2 separate regions of the Mus musculus genome follow, and region 2 is linked to region 1. Evidence: chromatin contacts called from public Hi-C data. All regions are on one chromosome and are shown on one strand. The core of a region is the stretch at or near the end of the contact, and the rest is flanking DNA. Distances in the headings are between cores, read along the strand shown.

Region 1 (2,782 bases), core at 127-2,626:
CGTGACTCATGCTTCCTAAAGGAGCCCAGAAAATTGTGACTGAATTTCAGATATTGCTCATTGAATTATTTACAGTTAGAATTTGGTTTTGCTTTGTGCAGTTTGTGACTGTGCCCTGGTTGTTCTTCCCTCTTGAGGTAAACTCTTTAACTTATTTTTTATTTTACAGGAGCCCATAGTTGAGATTTGTTTGTTTGTTTGTTTGTTGTTTTGGGTTTTGGCAGGTTTTTATTATTTATTTATTTGTTTATTTATTTATTTATTTATTTATTTATTTATTTTGGTTTTTCAAGACATGATTTCTCTGTCTTCTCAGAGCCTTGGCTGTCCTAAACTCATTTTGTAGACCAGACTGACCTTGAACTCAGAGATCCACTTGCCTCTGCCTCCTGAGTGCTGGGATTAAAGGCATGTGTCACCATGCCCGACTGAGACTAGATATTTTTATTAAAGATTTAAAGTGTTTGAATTTGTAAGGCTATGGGGCATTTTAAGTTTGTAAAATGTTTTATATTGTTATATCTTTATCAATATGTGATGTTGAGGATGAACAAGAAAAGGAAAAATGTGGCTTAACGGTGATGTGTCTGTGTGTCAAGCTGGCAAGGGGTCAGTTGTACTGGACAGTTTTACATCAACTGAATATACACTAAAGTCATCTGAAATGAGGGACTCTCAACTGAGAAAATGCCTCAGTCAGATCCAGCTCTAGGCAAGCCTGTAGGACATTTTCTTAATTAGTGATTGGGGAGGTGTATAGTGCCATCCCTGGGCTGGTAGTCTTGAGTTCTATAATAAGCAGGCTGAATAATCTACGAAAAACAAGCCAGTAAGCAGCATCCTCCATTGCCTCTGCATCAACTCCTGCCTTTGGGTCCCTGCCCTGTCTGTGAGTTCCTGCCTTGGCTTCCTTCAGTGATAGACTACAATGTGGAAGTGTAAGCCAAATAAACCTTTTCCACCCTCAACTTGCTTTTGGTTGTGGTGTTTCATCACAGCACTGGAAACTGTAGTTCAGACAGGCAGGACTAGAGGGACACTGGTTGGAGGAGGAAGAGAAGAACATGGCACTTGCCCAGTGTCAGGCCACCTGTCTTTAGGACAAGCTGCCATCTATTACAAAACCTGAGGGATAAACACATGTTATTTCACACAACAGATCCCTGGGAATGCTCATGTAACATTCCTTGTGAGCTGCTCAGGGATGGCCTAAGTGTATTAATCTACACACCTTCATCTTATAAATGGGTGTAACTCTCCCTATTTTGAAGATTAAAAAAAAAAATCTACAGAGAAAAAGCTGCATACCGTGTAACTCAGAGGATCTGGAACCACAACAGGAATCAGGCCATGTGCCTGTTTACTTCATAGCTACTGGCTCAGATCTGGGCCATGACTAAAGATATGAGTCTCCCTTCTCCCTCCCTTCTTTTCTTTTTGCATGACTCATTTCAACCTGCCCTAAAAATTGGGTTTTTACATTTTCTTTACAAGAGTGTTCAGGGCCACTTGGATCATCAATAAACTGTGAAATTGTACAAATGGACACAATGATGTGTTGATGCAAGACTCATATTCTAACAGCCCAAATGCATTTTTTTTGATCCTTCACTTGGGGCATGGCCATGTGTCTTGTATGGTAAGCAGTGTACCATAAAACAATGGCATTTGTCCAGAAGCCGACCAACATGTAGTTCAGCTGACAGCATGGCAGAACTATTTTAGAAGATGAGCCACAGCTGAGATTTTTCTTATGAATAATATTTCTTTCTTTGCTTCAAAATCCTAAAGAATGTGGGTGTGGTTCTTCCTAGAAACTTTAGAAAGCTGAATTTCTAGGAGACCCATGGGGGGAGGGCCGTTCAACACCTCAGTTGTTCACACCTGAGACCTAAGGAACCCAAAATATAAACCTGTGCATGGGTCTTGGAGAATAGGGGACACATAGGATACAAAGGTGATGGATGGAACAAGAGAGTCAAAGATGCTTGGTGCCATCTTACAAAGATGTAAGAGTGGTCTTTATACAGTCTACTCATGCCCAAACGGAATAGAAGATTTAAGAATGACTGATGGTAAACAGGGTTTATGAAATGTGGCACCCTGCTCTCTTATTGTCCGGAATGAAGTAGCAATAAAAAATCTCCCACACCAGCTGTAATGTTATTATGGGAAATTGTAGGGAGATGATTTCTGCTGCCCATTTTAGGAGGTTCTGATGGTGGTAACTCTGGTGGTCATTGGGACCCCCAAGCATTTACAATATCATTTCATTCTGGAACTACCCTTTTTATTGCAACCTGGTGCAGAAGGTATTAATCTTAGGTCTTTCTAAAAATATAGATAGAGTTGGGGGACTTAGAAAGAATTATTCTCTGAAGCCACAATAGTAGCCAATAATGGAATAATTAGTATCTAGGTACAGCCCATTTAACGTCTTTATGTAACAAACTAACAAAGAAATGCTTGGAGCATAGGAAGTGGACATGGATTGGAAAAGGGGGTGGGGTGGAGTGGGGTGGCAGCAGCTTTTTTCTGACACTGCTGATTTGGATAACGGCTTGCACATGCTGGAGATCAATGTGGAGTCCTCTGTGCATGTGAAGGAGAGAGCGTGTTAAGCCTTTGACACGCCATATCACCCAACTGTGCCCACGAAAGGCACAATGGGATCCTCATAGAGTCCTACTCACATAATGAGCCACTCAGCAAAGTCTTTTCTTTACTGCACCCCTGCTTCTGTGTTCCCCAGATACATCTTCAGGTGGGTGTCAACCCAAGC
Region 2 (2,841 bases), core at 330-2,829, 310 kb after region 1:
GAAAAAGATGGGCGGGACCACACTGTGATGCTGAACTGGGAGGCGTTTACAATAGCGTGATCTCAGAAAGCTGCTCCAAATCCTCTAGGAAAACGGGCAACCCTGTCTCAGCAGCTAGGTCGGGAGCCCCTGTTCAGGGGCTGTAGGTTTTAGGTTTTGAGAAGGGGGCACCTTGATGTCACTGCATGTTGCACAGGCATATTCTGTGTAACTGTCCTTGTTATGACATGGTTAACTGCTCCATCCTTTGTCATCCCATTTGTCTTTGGATGTTGCTTACGTTTAATGCAAAGGGGCAAAGGCCAGCCTGCAGGTCCAAGGACCACCGCAGCAATTAGAGTGAGTCCACGTTGACGTGAGCCTCTGAATACGCCACTAGTGAGCCAGCAAATGCCTAGGTGTAAGGTTGGGCTTCGTTTGGAACGTTCTCCTTACAGATGAAGAAACCAAGGCTCTATGGCTAGGCAGAGAGACAACATGGAGATTTCACTGTACAATTTCTACTTATTTGTAGGAGAATCCTGATTTTTATGAAACATCTCCAAGTCTGACTCTTCTCATTAACTTTTTATATTTGGAAGGTAACACTTATTGGCTGCACCAAACCAGTTTGCTTTGAGGTGCCAGAGAGTCACCATTGACTTGAGAAATTCCCGTTTTGAGAAAAGCATCAATCCCTCTATTGCCTGTTTATCTGTCCCTTCAGTTTCTTGAGTTTTTACAGTTTTATTCATTTTACCCATAGTACTACCTCTTTCCTAAGACTGGAACTTTCTTCTCGCTCTGTCTTTCTCTGTCCCTCTCTGTCTGTCTGTCTCTCTCTCTCTTCATGTCCTTCTCTGTCTCTCTCTGTGTCTCTGTCTCTGTGTGTCCTTCTCTCCCCCCCCCCACCCCCATCTCTCTCTCTCTCTTTCAGTGTTGGAGCCAGAACCTGAAGCATTTTTCATGCTACATTCCCAACTCTTGAGTTTTTCTACATTTCAACAGTCATGGTAAAGTTGGAGCTGAGCGCCTGCCATGTAAGCAGAAAAACCTGAGTTCTCTCCCAGAATCCACATAAAGAGACTGGTGCGTCTGGCAGTCACTCATAAACAGAGACCAGCAGGTCTCCAGCATTCACTGGCCAGCCGGCCTAATCTAAATGGCCATTCCCAGGCCAAGTGAGAGAGCCTGTTTCCAATCCAAAGCAGATGATCCCGGAAGACTGATACTCAGAGTTGACCTCCAGCCTCCTCTCGTTATTATCATAAACATCTCGAAGCATTTTCAGACAGAAAAAAAGGACAGGAGCTAAACAACCAAGACCATAGATTTTGATGATAAAACATGACTAAAGTCTTCCCCTTCTTCAAAAAGCAAAACCCGTTCATTAAACGTGAGAGATGAATCATAGGAGTTCGTCCACAGTGTTCTGGAGAGCAAGCAAAACAAAGGAGCCCCCATGAGCTAAGGGCTCTCAGACCGAGATGATGACGACATGACGTGGGAACTAGTTGGAAAAGCAGTCTCCAGGCTGAACTCGGGGCTCGCTGACTCAGGAACCCTGAGAGTGGCCAGAGCACCCATGCCCACCACGTCTTCCTGTGAGGTCAGAGTGTGAGTACCACGCTGCAAATGGGACTGCTTCCCTGTGGTGACTGAGTATGAGCTGTCCCCACCAAATGGTTTTCATGTTCCCCAGCTGGAGTGTGGGGGTGGGGCCTGTGGAGCCTTTAAGGGGTGGGGCCTGTCTGGTCAGCGTAGGTCACTGAGGGGGAGCCTTTGAAGGGTCTAGCCTGGGCCCGGTTTTGTGTTCTCTGATCTACCAGTGTGCTGACTACAGCTGGCAAGAACTCACCACAAGCTATGACCCTCTCCAACTAGGAGCTGAAACAAAGTTCTCTGTGTCTGCATCTGCATGTTGGCAGTGTGATGAGACTCTAAGTAGAGCAAGCCATTAAGAAATTCATTGACGCGGGCAGAATTGGTGGGACTCTGCTCATTTTGACCGCAGCTGTTCTGGTAGGACAGGTTTCCGCATTGGCACAGCTGCAGGCTCACAACCCTTAGTGTGCACTGGCGAGCACTGGGACTCCACACCCCCCCCCCCCATGCTGTCTTGAAATTCCATTAGTGGAGCATAACAACCACACTTAGTTTTCAATCTTATCAAAATGCAAATCCAGAAGGTGGTGTTAATGGCTTCATCCGCTGCCGGCCTCTTACACAACACTGTGTGCTTTAGACTCCTATCTGAGTAGACGGGCTGAAAAATATGAAGGGCACTGAGAAAACTGAACTACCTAAGAACTATGTAGAGCAGGGCATAGCAACAGGTACTTGCAATTCAAGCTCTTGAGAAGCTAAGGCAGGAGGATTTTGAGTTTGAGGCTAGCCCAGGCTACATATTGAGGGAGACCCTGTTTTATAAAACAAAAGGAGGGGAAGGAAGGGGAGAAAGAGGACAGGAAGATGAATTGAAAATGGAGGACTGGAGAGACGGATGGCTCAGGGATTTCCCTGTGGCAGCTGCCTGTGGCTCCAGACCCAGACGACATCTCTGGCAGCAGCAGACACCTGCACTCGTGTGTGCATACCCCATCCCCAGAGATACACACGTATATAATTTAAATGTTTAAAAACTTAGAAGAAAAAGAATAAATAGGTTTTGTCATCCAACGTTCACACACACAAAAACACAGGCACACTTTTTTAAAACCCCTAACATTTTGCCTAGTGTATGTCTGTTCTCTTTAATAATTACACTTAGAAGTCTCCCTGGTGACCATGGAGTCTACAAGAGTAAGAGACGACGGCGAAGCAAACAACATACAAAGAGGTCTTCTTGGAAGTCTCTTCAAA

What was found. Hi-C and Micro-C count contacts between places; a contact is called where the count stands out from the background.
Region 2: a contact with region 1 is called in a Hi-C map of muscle stem cells, with 2.6 times the contacts expected there. The contact joins two enhancer-like sites. A contact is called at or near these places in 4 of 484 Hi-C or Micro-C datasets (cerebral cortex, cortical neurons and muscle stem cells).

Annotation. Positions count from the first base shown.
Region 1 is chr8:24,211,340-24,214,121 of GRCm38.p6, forward strand. No RefSeq gene overlaps it. Among named protein-coding and RNA genes, the nearest start is that of Gm51564, 170 kb to the left of the region's middle. Within about 2 kb of position 1,377, at least 14 of the 459 cell types and tissues checked have an H3K27ac peak or open chromatin away from gene starts, as enhancers often do. A contact at or near this core is called in muscle stem cells, where this site is marked.
Region 2 is chr8:24,519,637-24,522,477 of GRCm38.p6, forward strand. No RefSeq gene overlaps it. Among named protein-coding and RNA genes, the nearest start is that of 9130214F15Rik, 18 kb to the left of the region's middle. Within about 2 kb of position 1,580, at least 45 of the 459 cell types and tissues checked have an H3K27ac peak or open chromatin away from gene starts, as enhancers often do. A contact at or near this core is called in muscle stem cells, where this site is marked.